Linked DNA regions of Mus musculus: region 2 is linked to region 1. Evidence: chromatin contacts called from public ChIA-PET data. All regions are on one chromosome and are shown on one strand. The core of a region is the stretch at or near the end of the contact, and the rest is flanking DNA. Distances in the headings are between cores, read along the strand shown. Region 1 overlaps Pde4b (phosphodiesterase 4B, cAMP specific). Region 2 holds the start of Mier1 (MEIR1 treanscription regulator).

Region 1 (4,071 bases), core at 1,389-3,888:
CTCCCCTCTCCTGCCTCAGCAGCCTAGCATTCCCCTAAACATGGGGAACAGAGCTAAGCAGAGAATTCTCAACGGAGGAAACTCGAATAGCTGAGAAGCACCTAAAGAAATGTTCAACATCCTTAGTCATCAGGGAAATGCAAATCAAAATGACCCTGAGATTCTACCTCACACCAGTCAGAATGGCTAAGAACAAAAACTCAGGTGACAGCTGATGCTGGCGAGGATGTGGAGAAAGAGGAACACTCCTCCACTGCTGGTGGGATTGCAAGCTGGTACAACCACGCCGGAAATCAGTATGGCAGTTCCTCAGAAAATTGGACATAGTATTACCTGAGGACACAGCTATACCACTACTGGGCATAAAGATGGTCCAACACGTAATAAGGACATGTGATCCACTATGTTCATAGAAGCCATATTTATAATAGCCAGAAACTGGAAACAACCCAGATGTCTTTCAACAGAGGAAAGGATACAGAAAATGTGGTGTATTTACACAATAGAGTAATACTCAGCTATTAAAAACAATGACTTCATGAAATCCGCAGAGATATGGATGGATCTAGAAAATATTGTTCTGAGTGAGTAACTCAGTCACAAAAGAACACACATGGTATGTACTCACTAATAAGTGGATAGTAGGCAAAGAGCATAGAATACCCACAGTACAACTCACAGACCACATGAAGCTCAAGAGGAAGGAAGACCAAAGAGTGGATGCTTCAGTCCTACTTAGAAGGGGGAACAAAATAATGGAGGGAAGTAGAGGGTGGGAGGGACTTGGGAGGAAGAGAAGAGGGGGGAGGGGAAAAGAGGGGAAGAATCAGGTATGGGAGGAGATGGAGGGTCAGGAAGTTGAACAGAGGTGTGTAGCAGTGTGGAATGGGGATCTTGGGGTAGCAACCAGAAAGTCCCAGATGCTAGAAGAGCAAGAGCTCCCAGGACCCCATGGGGATGACATTAGCTGAAATACCCCACATAGGGGAGGGAGAACCTGTTGAAACCATATCCAGAAGTTAGGCATGGCCCCCTGGTTGAGGGATGGGGCCATCCACCTATCTGCAAAATTTCAACCCAGAATTGCTGCTGTCTAAAGGAAATACATAGCCAAACATTGGACTGAGCGCAGGGACCCCAATTAGGAAGTTAGGGCAAGGACTGTAGGAGCTAAAGGGGCTTGCAACCTCATAAAAAGAACAACAGTATCAACCAGCTAGACCATCCAAAGCTTCTAGGGACTAAACCACCAACTAAAGAGTACCAGGGGGTACTCATGGCTCCAGCTGGATATGTAGCAGAGCATTGATTGCCTTATCTGGCATCACTGGGAGGGGGGCCCCTAGGTCCAGTGGAGGCTTGATGACTCAGGATAAGAGAACCTGGGGATGTGACTAGCTATTTCAAGGTCTTTCTATTCTGATTTTCCCATGGTAAAGACTGAAACTTGGAATTTTGTGCCAATTAAACCCCCTTTTTTCCTCAGCTGTCTTTGTCAAAGTGTCTTATTGGCAGGAGATATTAAACTAGGATACATACATAATGGCTCATAGCTGTCTGTAGCTCCAGTCCCAGACTACCCGATGCCTGCCCTCTTCTGGCCTCGGTGGGCACCAGATGTGCATCTAGAGCATAGACATACATGCAGACAAAACACCCATACTCATAAAATTTAGATAAATAAGTTTTAAAACGAGCAGAAATTAAAGGAGAAGTCAGTGGGAAGAATAAAACTAAGCAAGGCCCAAACTCATTGCTGGAAAACCATCCCACAGAGCATGCCATGCTGAGGTCATGGGGTTCACAGTGACTACCGAAGGCTTCAGGCCTGCATGCCTTGGAGACAGAACCAGTGGGGTCACTACTCTTTCCCTACATTACTGTCAGCTGGGGAGAATTAAAAGTCTGGTGTGTAGGCCTCTAGGAAGAGCCACTTCAGGTAGGGCTCTGGAGCAAACTAGAATCCAAATAGCATTAACAAACATGCACATTTTCCATGCTAAGGACACTTTAGTAGAAAACAGAACAGAGAACATTCTTAGGCATAATCATCAGCTATACTTTTTATACAAACTGTAACCAATTCCGTTTTGCCATTGTATCAGATAACAATGTCCAGTCAGAAACTGGATGGTAGGGAAGTCCTGGCTAGAACTAACAGGCAAGCTTTTGATTTTCTAAAGAAATTCAGCAATTTCCTCTTACCGAGGAATTCCTCTAGAGCAGACTCTCTCCTCGCCACAGGCCACTTACTTCTCTGTGGCTAAGTTAGTAAGAGCTACTCACTGAGTCTTTGTCACCTCCTACGCAAGCACACACGCACTCGGGATGACTTATTTTAAGATGATGACTTTAACACTTGATAACATTTAGTTCTTTCTAGAACAGTATAACCTACTAGCAAAGGCACAGACAGTCGGCTGGGGTGTCCACGAATATTTTTATGTGCTCTGAAGGTTGTGGTCTAGGTGACTCTTTTAGATTTCAGACTCCTTGTATGCCAAATGAATCAACAGGTTTCTCTACATTGAGCTAATGTACTAGGATTCAATTCTGTGAGTCACTGTGGTAGCCTACACAGCCCAGCTAAAGATGCCTCTTATTTACCTAAGAGATTAAACTCTTCAGAATTCTAAAGAGGTAGAAGGAAATGGTTCAAGATGAACAAAGTGGTTTTGCTTGTTAGTCTTCACCACCCTCCTTCCTGTACTGAGGAGCTGGGTGAATAATCTGCTGAGAAGAAAACAAAATGCTCTGAGCCATGGGACTTTTTGGACACAGAGAATACAAAACTTCAGTTGTGATTTGGATGAGCAAAGTGGCTTGCTTTTTTGTGAAGTACGGTAAAGAGGAAGAGGAAGAAGAAGAGGAAGAAGAAGGAGAAGAAGGAGAAGAAGGAGAAGAAGGAGAAGAAGGAGAAGAAGGAGAAGAAGAAGAAGAAGAAGAAGAAGAAGAAGAAGAAGAAGAAGAAGAAGGAGGAGGAGGAGGAGGAGGAGGAGGAGGAGGAGGAGGAGGAGTAGGAGAAGAAGGAGAAGAAGAAGAAGAGGAAGAAGAAAGAGGAGGAGGAGAAGGAGAAGGAGGAGGAGGAGGAGGAGGAGGAGGAGGAGGAGGAGGAGAAGAAGAAGAAGAAGAAGAAGAAGAAGAAGAAGAAGAAGAAGAAGAAGAAGAAGAAGAAGAAGAAGAAGAAGAAGAAGAAAACAACCCTGCTTTAATATATTTGAGTTGACCTTGAAATGAATGGGGCTACAATCTAATTTATTCATGCTTTTGTTTATTCAGCTCATATAAAAGTCTCTTAAGAATGCATTTGAGCACAATATATAATAGTAATAATATTATAACATACATTGTGAGAAACTTTTGAAAACAATATAACGTCCACCTGGAACAATGCAGTGTTACAGACGTACGAACCCATTGGTCATGCACATTTTGTGCCATTTTCTTTAACTATTGTCACAATGCTGAACTGAAGCATGACACGTATTTTACAAACTGAAACTGACACCAGGAAGAGGCCTGACAAGTGTTATCAGAAGCTTCACATTGCGTCATTTACGACATCAGTTCACATTCTACGATAAAAATTCACATTGTCTTCTTGTTGCCTTTGATGAATTTGAACATGGCTCCACTGCTCGTGAGCAGTATGGAGACTAGCTCTTCCAAGTCAGTAGTTTGGGGATACTCAGTATCATCTGTGATCAAATGTAGTGTTGTTTATTTTTTTAAAACGAAAGCCACAATTAGAGCAGAGCCCAGTGACAAACTCAACTCATGCATCCAGAGACTTGGATAGAACATGGGTGAAAAAAACGACATCCCAGTGCTCCTAGCCCCTACCAAACTATATAAAATAAAACTTCAGTATAAACCATTTAGTATCGAATATGATAATCCTGTTTGCAAAACCAGCTCATCAAAGGGTTGGGCAGAACTAGGGACTCAAGACAAGGAAAGGGCAGACCCTTGGAACAATGACCATTCCTGTCCTTAACTGCTGATGGGGCTCCATGTTTCTCTTAAGCAATGTCTGGGATATATAATACACAATACAAAACATTACAAGAA
Region 2 (3,974 bases), core at 1,230-3,729, 510 kb before region 1:
GTGTCAAGTCCCCTACATTTAAAAATAAATGGACACTGCCCCAGCTCCTCTTACTCAAAAGCACAACAGTTCAGAATGCAAATGTTTGCTGCATACATCATAAACAATAACCCCATGAAAAGTCTATACGGAGGTAAAACATTGTTAACCAATCATCTCGCCACCATTTTTTTTCCAGGATTACTGTTAAAAAAAAAAAACCCTCAATTATTAAAAAACTGAGACAAGGAAAATTATAAATTTACTTTTCTCTTCACCTATTTTAGGATATTTTTGTTGACATGTAAAATTCCTTTACTCCTCTAAGTTTATGAGACCCTTGGGTTGTATCCTACACAGTCAAAGCAAAGGGCAACCTATAGGCAATTTAAGAATATAAAATATATACCAGGTCATTAAACAATGCAATGAAAATGAAAGTCAAGTTCCTAAGATTGACCCATCCACCTGTTCCTGCAAGCCCCAAGTCTTCCCTCTCCACATGATGGGATACCTAAGAAGAGCAGCTTACACTAGAGAACAAGATAGTGGCCAAGGTGGGCACACTTCTCCCATTCTCACATGAATGCAGCCACTTTTCATTTCTATAACAAAACACTGCATGCTGGCACTCAGTTTTTTTGGTGACGTTTCTTTAGGTTTCCGTGTTTTCGTATCAATAACGTGCCACGGAGTGTGACTGTCCAACCACATAGACCTGAGGCCACAGCACAGCAGTGTAGCAAATACTACATATATCCTGTAGATTTTCAGCAAACGGGAGCCCAGGGAAGGTTAGCTGATAAGATGCCTGAAAAGCCATCTATACACTCTACTTCCTCTTGTAGCACAGGAGCCCAGGGAAGAAAGGCTGGTGGATCACACCCAGGCATATCTATGTCAAGTAAAAGTAATGCGACCACTACTCATGTCTTGCAATTCTTTGACTATGAATAGGAAAAAAACCACCTGAAAACACAACTAATGCGTTTTAGCGCTAAGTAATATCAAGTCTTCTCAATACTGGCAGCAAACAGTCCAGCTTCCAGGAAAGCTCCTCTTCTTTTAGTAGCAAATAAATAAATAACATTTAAAATTTCAGAACATCAACCTAAAGGTCACTGTATAACAGAAGAACAAGTTAACACTCCAGGAAGCTTGACTGGTACAGGAAAGGCACATCTTATGTTTCTGTAGCCCAAGGCTTACAGATATTATGTATAAACAAAAGTAGTCACTCTCTACTTCTCTGCTTCATTTAGCAAATGAAGGAGTTGAAAACTGAGAGCTAAGTGGTAAATAAAATCAAATACTTCCTCAATCTATTTTTGGGTGCTCTCGACAGAAAAACATGAAGATGTTTAGCAATCTTACTGCTTTATTAATCAAGTGTTTACAAGATTTGCCTCAAGAGAGATCCCATTAAGTCCAAATATAACAATATGAACTCAGGGGGAACAAACAGTAACGAAATTCACCGACTAAAAATTAAACAAACCACAGGACCGATGGCTTAAAACCAGACAAAATATTAAAATTTCCTACAGCACATTCTAAGATCTAATTACACCTAAAGCAACTTGCTTGCCTACCCATCTGAGAACACTAACCAAAGGAACTTGTTTACTAGGAAATGAAGCTAAGGCTGGGGGGGAGGGGGGGATGTGGCTCGTAGTAGAGCGCTTGCTTATCTGCCTTGACAAGAACCTTGGGTTCTATCCTACAGCAGAGGGACAAGAGAAACAAGAAAAGTTTTCTCTAAGAAGAGCAAAATAAAAGGTAAATAATTACAGGCACCTTTGATTTGTAAGTTTTTAGCCTAGTTGGTTCAGGAGCTATAGCGTGGAAAAGAAACTTGGAGGTTCGGCCAGGGGGAAGAGTCCCAAGCTGGATAGGGCCTACTGGGTTAATTTCTCCTGCTCACCTCTCCACTATCAGGAAAACTACTAAACTAACCCAAGGTGTGTCAGCCTGCTCGCCCCCTGCCTAGACGGCAGGTCAGCAGTCGCGGGCTGGCGGGGGTGACGCGGGCTGGCGGGGGTGACGCGGGCTGGCGGGAGCAGCGACTTCTGGGCTCGCGAGGGAAGAAAGTTCGCGGGAGCAGGCAGAGAGGAGTCCGCGGGCCGCGCCGGCCGGCGAAGTTGCGCCCTGGGCGGCTTCCGGACGGGCGCCCTCGCCCGCTCCTCCCGCAGCGGCCGCCTCCCAACTGCCTCAAGTCCGACGGCGCCTCCGCGCCCAACTTAGTTTCGGGAAGCCCAGCCGAGCGGCCGGGCCGGACAACAGGTGGGCAGCGGCGCCGCAGGCCCGGCCCCGGCAGGCCCGCGCCTCCCGCCCGCAGCCCTCCACCGAGGCCCCGCCGGGGAGGGGCGCTCGTTCTTACCTCCGCCATGTTGGCCGCGCCACCGGGTCACATCGCCGCGGCGGGTCGCGGCCAGAACCCGGATGTGCGCCTGGGCCGCGGGGCTCCCGCTGCCTTCTCCGCCGCCGCTTCGGCGGGAACGCGCAGGAGCCGCCCGAGCGCGCCACCACACCCCGCTCCGCCCCCTCGCGGCGCCCCGCTCGGCGGGACGGGAGGGGAGAGGCCAGCGGGCGCGCGCGGAGCAGGGAGCGCGCGATCCCGCGGCCGCCGTCCCGGGGGAGCGCGCGAGGGGCGGGCCCGGGCGAGCCCGGGGCAGTCCGCGCGCGAGGTCCGGAGAGGTCCCCTCAGGGTACTCACTTTGCAGGAGAAAAAAACCTCCTATTCTACCGGTCGGTCACTTCTGAAGTGCTTTTGCTGGGAAAGAGATGTTGCCTGGGCGCGACAGCAACACGAAACGCTCTGACAAATACTTCCCCTGGTGATTCCTAGCAAGAAAACTCCAACTCCCCCAAATTGGCCCAGCGCAAAGATGAAGAGTAGAGAACATTACATTTTCCTCACTTTTTGTGATGCCAGGAGCAACACAGCTCTGCCACGGATGAATTTTTGCACAAATATACAAAAGTTTCAAATGTAAAGTAATGCTCTTCTATGGATATGCCTACTTGACTGCACGGAGACAGAACGTACATATTTGCAATGCCTAAAATACTTGCAAGTAGAAAGTTTGTTTTAATGCACTGCTAACTGGCCTTGAGGTCCATACTGATAATGGCCAGGGCCAATGATTTATCTGGTTCCCTAAAGTAGATAATTTAGGCAGATATTAAAATGGGCAGTAAGTTTAAAAGCTTTTTTTTTGTTGTTGTTAAAGGCCAGCGTTTTTTCCGACATGATTAAGTTTTTCAAAAATGACTACCAAAAATCAATCAGTTAAATGATACTCATTACCTCTGAGGAATATACCATGGTTAAAAAAATCATTGCACAAATGTGTACATACAACTTTCTTAAACATCATACTTATAATGCACTTGGGAGAATGCTGATTTCTGAAATGATTTCTATTTCCTTAAAATTCTAGATTCCATCAAGCCTTTTCCCATTTCTTAACACTGGACATGAACTTGAAAGTCTTAAGCCCAATAACAATTTGTGCATGAATAAACTGCATGTATAGGTATACGAAGTAGCTGCTAAGTGAAAGGACATTACCTTGTAATTTGACAGGAAAAGAATCCAGAGACAGTCTGTAAACCAATTAAACATAAACATCTGATGCACATTTTCTACTGAAAGAAAAGCAAGGGAAAGAAGAGAAAGGAAAACTTTTAAGGTTCCCAAATCTACAAACAATTCTTACCATTTACTGCACTTGTTATAGTATTTTCACTTTATTTTAAAGATTATATAAGCTTCCTCCCCCCACAAATTCTTGGAGGGAAATAAATATTTTAGCACTGATACAGTTATATTAAGTTAAGGGACTACCTTGGACTTTTTAAAATGTCAGCTCTTATCCAAATAGTTCTCACTGGATGAAAAAACAAAAAAACAAACAAACAAAAAAAACCCTGAAGACAAAAACTAATGGATGTATGTGGGCACAGGTTAAAAATAATAAAGGGTTCAGGGG

Evidence for each region. ChIA-PET counts read pairs in DNA pulled down with a chosen protein or histone mark.
Region 2: an RNA polymerase II ChIA-PET map of effector CD8 T cells shows a contact between it and region 1, with 8 read pairs. The contact joins the promoter of Mier1 here to the enhancer-like site in region 1. A contact is called at or near these places in 4 of 39 promoter capture datasets (the C10 cell line, hippocampal neurons, liver and 1 more), 3 of 115 datasets of contacts at active chromatin or transcription factors (bone marrow-derived macrophages, effector CD8 T cells and memory CD8 T cells) and 1 of 9 other capture datasets (liver).

What each region holds. Positions count from the first base shown.
Region 1 is chr4:102,606,443-102,610,513 of GRCm38.p6, reverse strand. It overlaps Pde4b (phosphodiesterase 4B, cAMP specific), which reads right to left. Exons shown (of 15, transcript NM_019840.2): 15 at 3,252-4,071. Among named protein-coding and RNA genes, the nearest start is that of Gm52667, 39 kb to the right of the region's middle. Within about 2 kb of position 2,638, at least 54 of the 459 cell types and tissues checked have an H3K27ac peak or open chromatin away from gene starts, as enhancers often do. A contact at or near this core is called in bone marrow-derived macrophages, effector CD8 T cells and memory CD8 T cells, where this site is marked.
Region 2 is chr4:103,117,895-103,121,868 of GRCm38.p6, reverse strand. Mier1 (MEIR1 treanscription regulator) reads right to left here and starts at 2,479. Exons shown (of 13, transcript NM_001039081.2): 1 at 2,360-2,479. The coding sequence starts at 2,368.